Linked DNA regions of Mus musculus: region 1 is linked to region 2. A link is a contact called in public HiChIP or PLAC-seq data. All regions are on one chromosome and are shown on one strand. Each heading gives the region's core, a stretch centred on a gene start, on an enhancer-like site or on the middle of the called end of the contact. The rest is flanking DNA. Distances are from core to core; before and after follow the strand shown. Region 1 overlaps Abcd3 (ATP-binding cassette, sub-family D (ALD), member 3). Region 2 overlaps Gm40135 (a long non-coding RNA gene).

What was found. HiChIP or PLAC-seq counts read pairs in DNA pulled down with a chosen protein or histone mark.
Region 1: an H3K27ac HiChIP or PLAC-seq map of embryonic stem cells shows a contact between it and region 2, with 16 read pairs. The contact joins two enhancer-like sites. A contact is called at or near these places in 9 of 39 promoter capture datasets (3T3-L1-derived adipocytes, the C10 cell line, the HPC-7 cell line and 6 more), 3 of 484 Hi-C or Micro-C datasets (bone marrow-derived macrophages, embryonic stem cells and epiblasts) and 14 of 115 datasets of contacts at active chromatin or transcription factors (acute myeloid leukemia, bone marrow-derived dendritic cells, bone marrow-derived macrophages and 6 more).

What each region holds. Positions count from the first base shown.
Region 1 is chr3:121,791,302-121,798,172 of GRCm38.p6, reverse strand. Abcd3 (ATP-binding cassette, sub-family D (ALD), member 3) reads left to right here. Exons shown (of 23, transcript NM_008991.3): 2 at 1,688-1,724; 3 at 5,271-5,369; 4 at 6,351-6,439. Among named protein-coding and RNA genes, the nearest start is that of Abcd3, 21 kb to the left of the region's middle. Within about 2 kb of position 3,757, at least 14 of the 459 cell types and tissues checked have an H3K27ac peak or open chromatin away from gene starts, as enhancers often do. A contact at or near this core is called in embryonic stem cells and extraembryonic endoderm stem cells, where this site is marked.
Region 2 is chr3:121,554,476-121,561,853 of GRCm38.p6, reverse strand. It overlaps Gm40135 (a long non-coding RNA gene), which reads right to left. Exons shown (of 4, transcript XR_867598.2): 2 at 3,401-3,442; 3 at 2,719-2,975; 4 at 1-1,226. Among named protein-coding and RNA genes, the nearest start is that of Gm40135, 13 kb to the right of the region's middle. Within about 2 kb of position 2,838, at least 44 of the 459 cell types and tissues checked have an H3K27ac peak or open chromatin away from gene starts, as enhancers often do. A contact at or near this core is called in embryonic stem cells and extraembryonic endoderm stem cells, where this site is marked.

The DNA.
Region 1 (6,871 bases), core at 2,508-5,007, 240 kb before region 2:
CGCTTTCCTCACCTGTAACGTGCAGATGACAGACACAGCCAGCTCCTTTAGCTTAGAGTTGGTTACTCATGTGATAGAGGGGTACAGATGCTGAGCGGGTGAGAGGACACAGTAAAAGCTTTTCCTGGTGTGATGGCTACTCTGAGTTGTCAGCATGACTGGTCGAGAAACACTCCAAATCCAGATGCAGGACTGTCTGTGAGGACATTCTAGAGGAGATTCACTAATTGGGTGGACCTGCCACACTGGGGTAAAGGGACAGAAGGCAGCTTGCCGCTTCACCCTCTCATGCTCTTCATGGTGCATGCTGCTCTGCTGTCAGGGTGGACTGCAGCCTCTGAAACTGAGACAAAATAAACTGCTTCTTGAGTGTAGTAGAGATTTTTAGTCCCAGTCCAGAGTTTTACCCCACCTCTATCATTCAATTCCCAGATAAAGGACACAGACAACTTTTATATTTACTGTAAGCCTTAAACAGCACAAAGGCTGGGCAGATGTCTAACCTCTGTGCTATTAGAATCTACTTTCCTATCAATAACCTCGAGTTATTACTTAACCCTGTTTCATCTGGGCTGCTTTTAACTCCAGTTGGCCAGCCCTCAGGGCCATGTTTTCATGACTCACCTAACCCGTGGCAACTTTCTCTTCCTCCTCCACCTTTTTCCCCTCTTGGTTCTCTTTTGACTCCCAAGCCTGGGAAACTGAAAACAATGACCCCCCCCCCCCATACACACACCTGTGTCTCTTCTGCCTAGCTATTGGCTGACAGCATCTTTACCTACCAATCAGAAATAACTTGGGAGCAAGGTCACATAGCTCACTTAGGTCTACTGCAGACTCTCATCTTGGGGATGAGATTATAATATACAGTAAAAGACCAAACCTCAGCACTTGGGTCCTGCCTCCTACTCCCAACATGCAGCTCTGTGTTGCCTTGTTAAAATCCCACTGGCTAGCAGTTATGTGGCCAAGCTTTGATTCAAGAATGGACAGGTAGATTTTCACCATTCTGTGGGAAGACTTACAGAAAAAAGTATGCATGATATGTGGGAGTTAACACACGCGCATGCGTGCACACACACACCACCAACTGTTCATAATACTAGTAACCTAACATTCAATGAGTCATTTCTCTAAACAATACTTAGTACAAATGAAACATGTCTGCCCTGAAATTATCTGACATAATGAAACCTTTGAGCACCCTGGGTTTTTACATCTGGTAAAATGTATGTAGCAGATATTCCAATGTTGAAGAACTATGAAATCTGAAACACTTCTGGGCCCAAGTGTTTCATAAGCAAACACCCAGCCTGTAAAGAGACATAGGAACTGTTCTTTTTTTTGTTTTGTTTTTTCTTTTAAAGATTTATTTCTTTATTATATGTAAGTACACTGTAGTTGTCTTCAGACACACCAGAAGAGGGCATCAGACCCCATTACAGATGGTTGTGAGCCACCATGAGGTTGCTGGGAATTGAACTCAGGATCTCTGGAACAGCAGTCAGTGCCCTAAACTGCTGAGCTATCTCTCCAGCCCTGAACTATTCTTAATGAATAAATTTTGCTTCTTGGTTAGGAAAAAAGAAAATGACCATTTGGAGAATTGTATGTTTTTTGACATTTTAGAATAATTTAATTATGGAAGCATATAACAAATAAAGTTCTCTTATTTTTTCCTTTGCAGTAAGAAAAGTGGAAAACCGCCATTACAGAATAATGAGGTAAAAGTTTTAAATGACCTACTTTTGGGGGTGGTTTGCATTATTTAATCAATTTTGCTGGGTAAAACAATTTTAGAGTTAGAATACAAGTTTTAAAATCTCACTTCCATTTGACTACATACAAGACTCTGTCACAGGAATTCCCTTTTAAGAGTCTTGCCTAGAGTCTTCTGGTGCTGTTTGTTTGACAACGCTCCTCTAAGGAGACAGTTATTAACTCGGTTAGGTTTAGCCCGAGATGACTTGCTGCCCATGTAGCTCTGTTTTTCTCCCTTCTATTGAGACAGGATCTCACTGTATGTACGTTCTAAGATGCTTAAACCCTCATCCTCCTGCCTCAGCCTCCTTAGTGCGGGGTTTAACGAGTGTACCACTTTGATTAGAAACTTTTTCTTTAAATATTTATTATATCACAAAAAAAGAAAAGAAAAGAAAAAAAAAGAAAGCTAAATCAACCTCATGGTCTAGGAGTTAGTTTGGTCTTGTAAGGATCTATTCCTTTAAAATATAGTTATATCTTAGTATATCGTTGTATTTCAAGGTTAACAAAGTAAATTATTCTCAAAACCATGTACATGTCCCTTATACCTGTAAGTTTAAAGAAAAAATTACCTTTTCGTATTACTTAGTTAGCCTGGAGAGTAGTAAGAGTGTGATGAGCTTGCATCGATTTATTACAGCACAGGAGAAACAGGCCATGAACTTGACTGTCCTTGTGGCTGAGATGATGACCTGGGTTCAGCTTGTGTGTTTCAGTCAGAATTAAGGAATGATGTTCCCCTTAAAGCCAGACAGAAAAGATCAACAATAAAAGGAACAACAACTTAAAAAGAATTATTTTTAAATTCACACCACCCCCCCCCCCCAAGCTCATGCCTAGTAGCATTCACTCCTTGTTACCCCTGGCAACTGCTCATTTACTGTTTGTCTATTGATTTGCCTGCTCTGGGGCATTTAATGTTAATGCGATCATTCAGTACGTGTGGTCCTGCAGGCCTTTCACTTAACATGATGTTTTCAGGTTTCTTCATATTGTTACTATACTATTTTATGCTGAGTAGTATTGTGTTGTGTGGGTTATATCACCAGGTAAGGGATTTTTACATTAACATAAACATGAAGCTTATGAGTAGTGCAGCTGTGGTCTATAACAGGATGGAATTTGGGGTTATGCAGTAACTAAGTTGACATTCTTTTCAAATAAATGGCATTTATCCCTGTGTCAGTTTATTGGCTTTAATATCTGTACTATTAGTATGGTTTTGAATGTAATTCTTATACCTAGTATGTATTACTATATAGGCTATTATATAAAGTTTAATTTGCTTTCCTTTTCTTCCTTAAAATTATTTCTAGAATTGACTAATAAGCATCAAAGTGATTATTACCCTGTTACATCCTTTAAGCCCCACCCGCTTCTCTCTATCTTGGTCTGTCTGTCTGTCTCTTTGTCCACTCTGACTATCAAATTGTAGCAAAATTTATTTCTCCATTAAGGCCACTCCCCCCACCCCTTGTTTTTTATTTGAGACAAGGTTTCACTTTGTAGCCTTGGCTGGCCTGGCTGGCATTGAACTCACAGAGGTCTGTCTACCTCTGCCTCCTGGGTGTGGGTTTAGAGGCAGGCACCACCATGCCTGACCTACTAGTAATATTTTAAGAGAGGGACGGAGTTGGGACAACTTGAGGGAGATGGTTCTCTTTTTCACCCCATGGTTGACTAGGGGTCTGGAAAGGGCTGGGAAGGATGTGTTCTGGGGTAGCTTGTAGTTTTTGGGTTTCTCTTTTCTACTCTCCCAGTCTAAGGATAGTAAAGGAGATATTCCCACCAAAAGCTATAGATGCCACTTTCTCCTTATCTTTGTAGAAGGTTGTAGATTTATTTGAAAATAAATCTCTAAGGGAGGAGCCACTATCTTATCTCAAACTCTGTCCTGACAACAGATTCATGACCTCTCTAGTCCTTTAGCCCAGTGCTTTGTAGGCACCTCTGCCTTTTGTCATTCGTTTTCTTTCTCAGGTCTTGATGCTAAGTGTGCACTCCATTGTCCTCAGCACTGGGTGTGTGCACTCAGACTTGCTGTTCTTTGTGCTTTAATCCCTCTACTTTGTCACATTTCAGTGTGGAGATCTTTCTGTGTCTCACTGCCCAAATTACTCTTTTTCTCATGACTCTGGCTAGTCGATCTGTAATTACTTCTTCATTTACTTTTGTCTGTGTTCCTCTTATTAGAAATGGATTGAATATAGTAAGGAGCTTAGGAATTTATGAGTTAGAATCTGCAGATTGTTGTATATTGAAAACATTAAGTGATAAATCTAGTAACCCAGAAGGCAGGCAGGCAGGCTGGCTGACTCTCTCTCTCTCTCTCTCTCTCTCTCTCTCTCCTTCTCCCTCCCTCCCTCCTTCTCCCTCCCTCCCTCCCTCCCTCCCTCCCTCCCTCCCTCCCTCCCTCCCTCCCTCTCTCCCTTTCTTTCCTCCCTCCCTCCCTCCCTCCCTCCCTCCCTCCCTCCCTCCCTTTTTGTTTTTTTCTAGACAGGGCTTCTCTGTGTAGCCCCAGCTGTCCTGGAACTCTCTGTAGACTACGCTGGCCTAAAATTCAAGAGATCCACCTGCCTCTACCTCCAGAGTGCTGGGATTAAAGGTGTGAGCTACCACTGCCCAGCAGACATTTCTTAAAATTAGGGAAAGTCACGTTTAAGATTTTTTTTTAAAGTTTCTATTTATTAAGAAGAGTCTGGGGCATGGCAGTGGTGGTGGTGCATGAAGCCTTTGGTTCAACCCTGTCACTGCAGAAGATAAACTAAGCAGTAGCTACTTGGTCACTTCTCACTCTGCGCTTCTCAGAGCTTCGGCTGCGCTTTTCCCTTGAGTACTTACACTCTTCTCTCAGAGAGCACACCTCCTCTCTCTTTCTCCTGTTAGGTAATTCTGTCTTCTTGGAATCTGAATACGGAGAGCTGCTCAAGTGTGTGCTATAAATCCAGCTGTCCATCTTAATGGTTGTCTGCAGTGACAGGAAGTGTGGCCCCGTGACCACTGTGCGTCTGTCGCAGTTCCCTTAGATGTGATTCTATAATCACTGTTGCAGCTATCTTAAACTCGGCTCTTTATTTATTTTTTTTTCTTAAAGATTTATTTATTTATTTTATGTTTATGAGTATACTTTAGCTGTCTTCAGACACACCAGAAGAGGGCGTCAGATCTCATTACAGATGGCTGTGAGCCACCATATGGCTGCTGGGATTTGAATTTAGGACCTCTGGAAGATCAGTCAGTGCTCTTTTTTTTTAAAGATTTATTTATTTATTATATGTAAGTACACTGTAGCTGTCTTCAGACACTCCAGAAGAGGGAGTCAGATCTCGTTACGGATGGTTGTGAGCCACCATGTGGTTGCTGGGATTTGAACTCTGGACCTTTGGAAGAGCAGTCGGGTGCTCTTACCCACTGAGCCATCTCACCAGCCCAAACTCAGCTCTTTAAACACTGTGTTTGTTGTAGCTATCATCTTAAAAAGTTTTTTTTCCCCTCTCCCTATGTAGAAAGAAGGAAAGAAAGAGCGAGCTGTGGTGGACAAAGTGTTTTTATCAAGGCTCTCACAGATCCTAAAAATTATGGTTCCTAGAACATTTTGTAAAGAGGTAAGTCTTCAGAAATTATAATACTAAATGTCTGACTTTCCATATTCATGAGTTTTTAGAATGAGCAGTCATAGCAATTCAGGTAAGATGTTTTTTGTGCAGGTAAAGAAGACTGTTAAATATGTGTCTAAGTTATCACCAGTATTGATGATGTGACATCCCACACTCGTCACTTGTTAGCCCCGTTTTCCCCAGTAGAAGTGCTGATTATTGATTATGTGGGCTGATAGTTATTGATCATGTGGGCTGATAGTTATTGATTATGTGGGCTGATAGTTATTGATCATGTGGGCCTGTTGGACCAGCACCTGCATGCTTCATGTGGCCTTGATCTTTTCCCCTTAGCCTTTGCCCTCTCCTGTCTCCCTTGGTTTGTCTAATGTGTTTGTAGGACACACCTACATTTGCTATTCTAGACGTTCCCTTCCTGTCTCTTCCACAGAGCTCTGCTTAGCTAAATTTGTTTATTTTCTTGTATAACTTTTGCCTTAAAAACTCAAGTTGAAAGCACTGAGAAAATCTGGACAGTATTAGAGACTTTTTATTTAACACGTTGAACCTCATTTTCTCAGGTTGTATAAAATGTAAAGCTCCATTGCTTGTTGTTTAGTTAATGTAGAAATCATTACCAGTGTTCTTTATTAAAGTAGCATATTAAAAATAAATAAGAAAATCACAGCATACCAAGCCAGAAAATCTTAAGTTACTTATCTAGTTTTTGCCATTGACTGTGAATTACTTGACCTGCCTTTGAATTCTAAATGAGATCATTAGTTAAATGCTCTATGGGGCCTTTAACATATCTGTTATAATTTTTAGTTCCCTTTAAGCTCTGTTAAAATTTATTATAGATAAAATATACATAGGATGTAAATGAATAGTTAGAATAGAACTCTGAGATTTGACCAAGAGCTTCACCAAGTTACTGTTTCTTTTAACATTCTGCAATGCATTTGGTTTACTCTGCCTGGTTTGTTTTAGACAGGCTACTTGTTACTTATTGCGGTTATGCTGGTATCTCGAACATACTGTGATGTTTGGATGATTCAGAATGGGACGCTCATTGAGAGGTACTTGTTCATTCACTTTCTCTTGTGGGAAGTAGTAGTTTGCCTTGTAGTTAAGCATTGTTGTTATAAGCAAAAAACCAAACCAAACCAAACCAAAACAGGGGAAGGTGTGTAAAATATACTGAAGTCCAGCTATGTGTTGTTCATCTGTATAAACAGTTTGGGCCCTTGTGTCAGGCACCATGAGACATGATGGTAAGGAGCTATACCAGTGAACAGCAGACATTCTGTACCGGGCCTTGCTGAGCTTACATCGTGTAAAGGGGTGAAGACAAATAACCAAAAATGAAAGTGCAGTGTAGCAGATGCTGTTACAAAAGCTTAAAGAGCAGGCAACTATTAGTGTCTAAAATTAATAAGATAATTTGGAGGAAAATATCAAAACATTTGGTGAGTCATATGGAGTGAGCAGTATTAAAAGAAAAAACCAGA
Region 2 (7,378 bases), core at 1,589-4,088:
ATACCCACAGCTATATATGAGAAAGGAAGCAATATGGGGTAGCAGACTGAGTGCTGACCTGGACCTCAGAAGGGCCCTTGGGTACAGCTCCTATTCTTACTAGCAGTGGGATATTATGTAGGGGACAACATTTCTGGGCCCATAGGCTGCAATGGGTAATGCAGGGCATGGGCCAAATTAATCAGAAAGTCTCTTCAGACCATGTTTTCCACTTACGGAGTTAAAAAGATGGGAAAGAAATAGCAAAGCAATTTTCTCTGCCTCCTGGATCCTGAGCTGTCAAAGCTGGGTCAAGTGGGTCATAGCAACTTAAGTTTACTTAAATGGTTTAAATCATTTGTGTGTATGTATGTAAGTGAATATGCTTGCTCATGCGTGTGCAGGTACACATGTAATTGGCAGGGTGCTGTGGAAGCTAGAGGTCACATTCAAGTGTCCTTAGGAGCTGTCCACATTATGTTATGAGACAGTGTTCCCTGGAACCTGGGGTTCCCTGATTAACTTAGACTGACTAGCCAGTTAGCCCCATGGGTCCGCCATTCTCCATACAGCCAACAATGGGATTATAGCATGTGCTATCACTCACAGCTGGGCGGTGAACTCAGGACCCCATGCTTGCTATCTCCCCAGCCCCTAAATGTTTTAAATCTTTGACCTCTCTTAGCAGTAAAGTGCATTAGTACATGGTGGGGGTGGGAGTGGGGGGGGGTGGGGAATGAACAAGAGGTGTTGGGGAGGGGTGCGCTGGCTAGGCCAAGTTAACTAATGTTCTCATTACAGAATCCAGGCTCATTGTTTCGCACCTATGCATGAAACCAAGCCCAAGCTTTGCTTTGCAAGAAGAGTCGTCATCCACAAAGGCAAACCAGCCTCGTGCCAGGGCAACAAGGCGCCCTGATGTGTGGAAGAACAGGATGAACTTGGGTGTGCCTGTCTCAGGCCTGCTGCCCAGCTGTCCACCCTAAAGAAAAACTATCCAAAGTTAATACAGGTCTCCTCCTCCACAAACAGCTGTAGGGATAAAGTTGCAGCCCCAGCAGGTATTTTTCATGGGAAATTTTAGACATCTGTGTCTTGGAGTGGCTAACCAAACTGCCCATTGCAGATTCTCTCTACTGTGAGGTGTTGGACTCTTCGTCTTTCCACCCTTCACCTCTTCCAGGCCACAGGCATTCCGTTCTGCCACACCTCTCTTCACTGGGACATGGCAAGTAGTCTTTTCATTTCTAAAAGCAAAATGAAACAAAAAACAAAGGTGAGTTGGATTGCAAACAGTAACTGTGCTCTTGTAGAGACCTCTTCCAGGAAATGGCTGGATGTCTCGGGTAGCCTCTCACCACCTTCCAGGCGTTAGCCTGTCAGGAGCCGGGCTTCTCAGAGACATCCTGAGTAACTGCTCTTACAGATACTCCAAGGTGAGAAAGCTCACAACGGGCAGAGAAAGTAGTTTCACCTGGAACAAATGTCATCACGTACTCCTGCTGGTGATTAAGAATAGCCGGTAACCTGGAAGCAAGGCCCCACCCTAAGCAAACACTCTAATGTGGGTTCTCTGGTGTCAGTGTCCTGGTCGTCTTGGTTCTCCCAGGCACACACCTACTTTTGCTGCTTAGTTTGTTCTTGTCCTTCAGATTCACTTGGGAACGGGACTCTGGGGACCTGACCTCCCTCTGCTGTAGACACACTCTGGGTCCTTCTTACTCAAGCGTGGCAGCGGACGCATCCAATCAGCCTCCTCGAGTGTGTCCCATGAGCCTGACTCAATGTGGCAAAGGAAGGGTTGACAGAAGTTTTCAGGGCAGATGAAAAGTGACCGAAAGAGAACTTTGCTAGGAGTTGGAAAGGTAGAATCCTCCTTCCCATTAACTCCCAGGTGAGGGAAGGTCACGGACTGCCTCAGGCTGAGGGAGCAGCCGGGAGAATGCGCCAGCCACGCCCTTGGGAAAGAGAGCATTTCCCACTAGAGTATTTCTCCACTCAGAGACAGTAACCATCACTGATAAAACGTTTGTAATTTTTTCCCATTTGATCAGTGGGACACACGTGTCACTTAGTGTGCGGCATTGTTGCAATACGCCTGCTGCAATAAGGCCAGCTCCTCACTGGGAAAGTGCCCTCAGGGCCCCAGGCACCTTGTGAGCTTCACAAAGAGGTGAACAAAACAGATTTGGTTCCAGCAGTAGGGGACGTGGGTGTGGGAGGAGCTGAAATGAGTCCCCTAAGTGGTTGAGAAGAGGCTGTGATTAGGGCTCTCAAGGAAAAGTAGACCACAGAGGAATGTCTCTGCCTGAAGAGGCTGGGAAACCGCGCATGCTCAGACTTGGCTTTTCCCTCCCATTCCTCTGGATGGAGGGTTGGAGGTTGCCCCACAGAAATAAGGCCTGGGCCTTCCGGAAGTCCTTCTTTGCCCATCGTCAGAAGTGCAGGTGAGGCAGGGAGACGTGACAAGAGGCCTGTGACTGTGAGTCACAAGGAAGTCAACTCTGGGACCCAGCAAACAAGTAAGGCTGTCATTTGGACTGCAGAAAGGATTGTACAAACCCCCTCCAGCAAACAAAATCAATCACTTAAAAAGAAAAGGCTAGCCCTTCAGAGAATTCCTCCCTTCCCTTTGGAGTGGAAACTGGGATTCTTGGGCCTTAGGCTTGCTTGAGCACCTGCCTGCAGAGCGAATCCTGCTTTCATTCACTCTAAGGCCATCTTGGTTTTCCCAAGTACCTTATGAATCACTGGGTCCTTTGTTTGTGACACAAAGGCACAGAGATAGTGATGGGCGTTCGGAGCCTCCCTCTTCCTGTTCCGGAGGCTTCTCCACTTAATGCAAAGATCTGCAATCACATGCTTTGTGGCCACGATGAATAAGTCTTCTCTTTCAGCTTTTCACATCAGGCTGTCTGTTAACTGGTGTGCTGAGGATGGGCGGCGACCTCGGGTTGTTAGGGCTGGAGACCCAGGCTCTGAGCCTAACAGCTACACTAGCAAAGTAGTAAGACATCGATACTTAAGTTGTATTCACAAGAACCAAGGCTGTACCAGACCACAAACTGTGACCTAAACAGAGACTAACAGGGCGATGGGTCATCAAAGAAACAGTAGCCAAGTAAGTAGTTACTGTTAACTTAGCTGTGGTATTACAGCCAATGGCCCCAACAGGAAGGTGCCTGGTGCCAACTTGGGTACACAGCTGGCAAGCTGTAGTCTAATTTTATAATCTAGACATTATGCTGAGCAAATTAGAATTTTAAAATTAGTCTTTGGTGTTGTTTTAACCACAACCTATATGTTAAAACTTATTTTCAATTCAGGAGTTACATTTAGCACGTACAAAGGAAAGCCGAGACACAGGTATCAAAGCTCTAAGGAACTAAGTTTCTATCCCAACAAGGTAAGATATTCCTACCAGTCTCTGTAAGGGTGAATGACTGAAAGTTCAAAACAGCTCCTACAAAAAAAAAAAAATTATAATTACATAAAATTTACATGGGGCTGGTGAGATGGCTTAGTGGGTAGGGGTGCTTGCTGCCAAGCCTGGTGACATGAGTTCAGCCCCTGGAATCCCCATGATAGAAGGACACACCTACCTCCACTCGTTGTCCTATAATGTCCTCATTCGTGCAGTAATGTGCACATCTGTGCACAGGTGAGCACACACATACATACATGCAAATAACAAAAATTTAAATGTATATACATAAGAACTCTAGAAGGAAAACATTAAAATACAGCAGTAGTTATTTACATAATTACACTGATGATTTTACAATTTCCACATTTAAAATTTTATTTGATAGATGCCAATTAATTTGCAATAAACTTTTTAAAACATGTGTTAAAATATACGATAACCTTATTTTCTTTAGGGTATTATTCAGGCCTACAGCCTTATTCACTGTGGCCTCACTTTCTCTCCTTACATATATTTGAATGAAGGATTAGACAGAAAATTTGACCTATAATAAGACTAACGAATGAAATGTTTGGGTTGAGCTCAGATTTCCTAACCAAATACTACAATAAAAACATTTGGGCTTTCTTTGTTTAAGATTTTTTAATTTTAAAGATGTTTAATTGTTTTATTTTATTTAATCTGGATATTTTGACTATGTGTATGTCTGTGTACCACATACATGGTTGTACGTTGTCATGTGGGTGCTGGGAATTGAACCACTGGTCTTCCTCTGGAAGACCAGCAAGTTCTCTTAACTACTGAGCTGTCTCTTCACCTCTGTTTGGAGTGTCTTAGAAAGAGCTACAGCAGATACAGGCATATACCTGAGGGCTGAATTTTGAAGATCAACTTGGGTTACACAATGAGACTCAAAAAAATAATAATAATAAAAAGATAAAGAAAAAGGGGGAAAGAAAAGAAAAGTGAGTTTGTTTTACTTGTCTTACTCAATTCTTAGCTATTTTGTTTGTTGATGTGAACTTTAGATTTGGTAGATTAAATTAAAGAACAAATATTTAGGTACATCCTGACATTTAATACTTCTCCAAATTCCATTATTTGAAAGTTATCTGCTTCTTATCGCAAGTAGCATCCTGCAGGCCTCTCAGGAAATCTCATTTCCTGATATCGGGATCCCATCGGCATATGGTTTTCATTTGTCACTATCCTTTGGAGTCTTCTGTGTTCTACTTAGCACCACATTGCTAACACATTAGCAAAGACAAATAACAAGTATTCCACGGCAGAAATTTACACTGGAAGGATTGTGAGTGGTCCCTTGGTCTATGATTCCTCCCAGACCTGGAATCCCTTGCAAACCTTGGCCATAGCCCGCTGGTGTCTGTTTGAAGTCCTCAGGCCTCACTAACCCCCATGGAAACTTTGTTTGCTCTTTAAAGGTCCTTCCCTTTTAAATCCATCACAGATGAAGGTTTCCTTTTGTTGTGTGTGTATTGCTACTGAGTGCATCAAAAAAAATGTTCAAAACTTTTCTTTGAAGAAGTGGAAGTTCTACTTGTCATTCACAGTTTTGGACACCGAGCGTGTGCTGAGTGTTATCTACAGCACGGGCACAGAGCAGTAACTGAGAGAGAAGGTTACCAGCCCAGGAGGTGTTTGCCGTCTAGCTGGGATGAATCTTCTACCCATATTTCCCTCCTAGTTAAACACATACGCTGTCAGTAAGCAGATACAAAGCAGCCAATGTCAGCTCAGGCCTGAGAACATGTAGGGATCAGTTGTAGATCTCTAGAAATGATTGGAGATCCTCGAGCGGAAGACTGGGCTGTCCTACGAGGCTGTGCTGGTAAGTGTCCTAGATCAGTACTGTTTGCACATTGAAGAAATGTAGCCTTATGTCATCCCTAAAGCTGGGGGAGGAGGATAGGCCATGTAAATAGAGATAAGATGGGCGTGTCCCAGCAGACTTTAATAAATGTCTGCTTATGCTGTGTGCGTGTATACACATACACAGTGGACTATGCACGTGTGCACACCTACTTGTTATCCAGGCACACACATACAGTGACAGAGAGGTGGGAAGATCCTGGAGCTGTTGCTTTTCTCATTGTTAGAAGCGAGTGCCTGACCAGCATCAATTTAAGGGAGAAAAGATTTATCCTGGCTCATGGCTTATGGGATGCAGTCCTTCTGCTAGGGAGGCCACAGTGGTGGAGGTTGGCGGTGGCAGCTCAGGGTGTGGGGTGGGGTTAGTGTGAGCACGAGGCAGAGACTTCTTCCCTCTTCACTTGGTGGGACAGGAAGCTGCAGACAGTGCGCATGCCGGCACAAGTGCGCATGCCGGCACTCACCTGGCTACCTATTTTTCCTTTCTCCTCAGCCTGAGTCCCCAACGGTGCCAGCCTTGTTCCAGGTGGGACTTCTCCTTCTGGGTATCTGAATGATTCTAATCCCAGTGAAGTTGATGAGGAAGATCAGCCGTCACAGACGCCCATCTCACTTTCAGAATTATCGTGTGTAGGTAATGGGCTGCAGGTTCTTTTGTCTGTCTGTCCTTCATTATCCATTTTCTATTTTAAGCAAAACAAAAAACAAAGCAAGCAGAACAGACCCAGTCCTGCTGAAAGTGCCACTACATGTGCCTTGCACTTTGTCCCTCCTGGCAAACCCCTCACCCCACCTCTTTCTTTCCTAGCAAATAAAAGAGTCTCAGCTCGAGCGCCAACTCCACTAGAAAGCTTTCCTGACATCCCCAAGGCCCTGCAACCCTCTCCCTTTCTTCGTGCACCTTCTGAGCAGCATACATACATGTACAATGGCAACCCTACCTCTATATTGCCTGTTTGCATGATCGCAGTACACACAGGCCTGGCCCTGGTTGGGCCTTTAGTTCTGAGCACGACACCACACCCTCAAGGAAGAAGTCAGAAGGTGTGTGATGCACGAGGAGCCTCACGTGGGTCATTCTCATAGCTTCCCACAGGCTTCTCCAGCTCCTATCATACTCTCCTTCCTCCCCAAGCTCTGCGGAACCCCTACAGTCCATCAAATACAGCATGACTTAGTCCATCCGGGAACTTCTACAGCATGGATCCAGTTCACTTGTTCATCTCTCTACATATTTTTAATATATTAATTTATTATGTTATGTCATTATATTGTATATTATATATTATGCATTATATATTTATATTGTATACTTATTATATTATGTAATATATACATATATATCATATATTAAAATATACATGTAATTTTCATATGTTTATATAAATATATAATGGATAACAATCCTATATTATAAATATGTAATCATATTATATATATTACATAATTTATATAAATATAATATATTTATTACATATATTTAATACAGAGATACTGTATTATATATAACATAATTAATGTATAATATTTACATATAAATTAAATATTAAATATATATATTTAAGATCATGCTTCCCACCCAGGGAATTTCTAAAAATAACTGCAACTCTCTCATATATTAGCTTCATAGCCACCACTGCTGTGGTGTGCCCATCAAAATCTCCTTTCTCTGAGGCCTCACTTGAAGCTTCAAAACTCTTCTCTCTCATGGTCCCAGGGATATGAGTTTCTGCTTTTATGCAGATAAGTCTCAGTGTGACACTCATCATGCTTTGTTAGTCTCTGTATCTGGCCACAGTAGCTACTCCATAAAAGTGTGTTGGTTTGAAGTAACTTAGGAAATAAATAGATGGGAAAAAATGCTCTCTACATCCTTAGCCATGAGGGAAATACAAGTCAAGACCATATTTCATAATTGTTAACATTAAATTAATTATTAATAATTAGTAATGATAAAAGCAAAAATATTAGTGAGGTTTGGGGGTGAGCATGAACCCACGTACACTGCTAGTGGATCCAAACTAGTGCAGCCACTGTGGAAATCAGATTTCATTGATTGGAAGCAGCCCTCACATTAGGGCT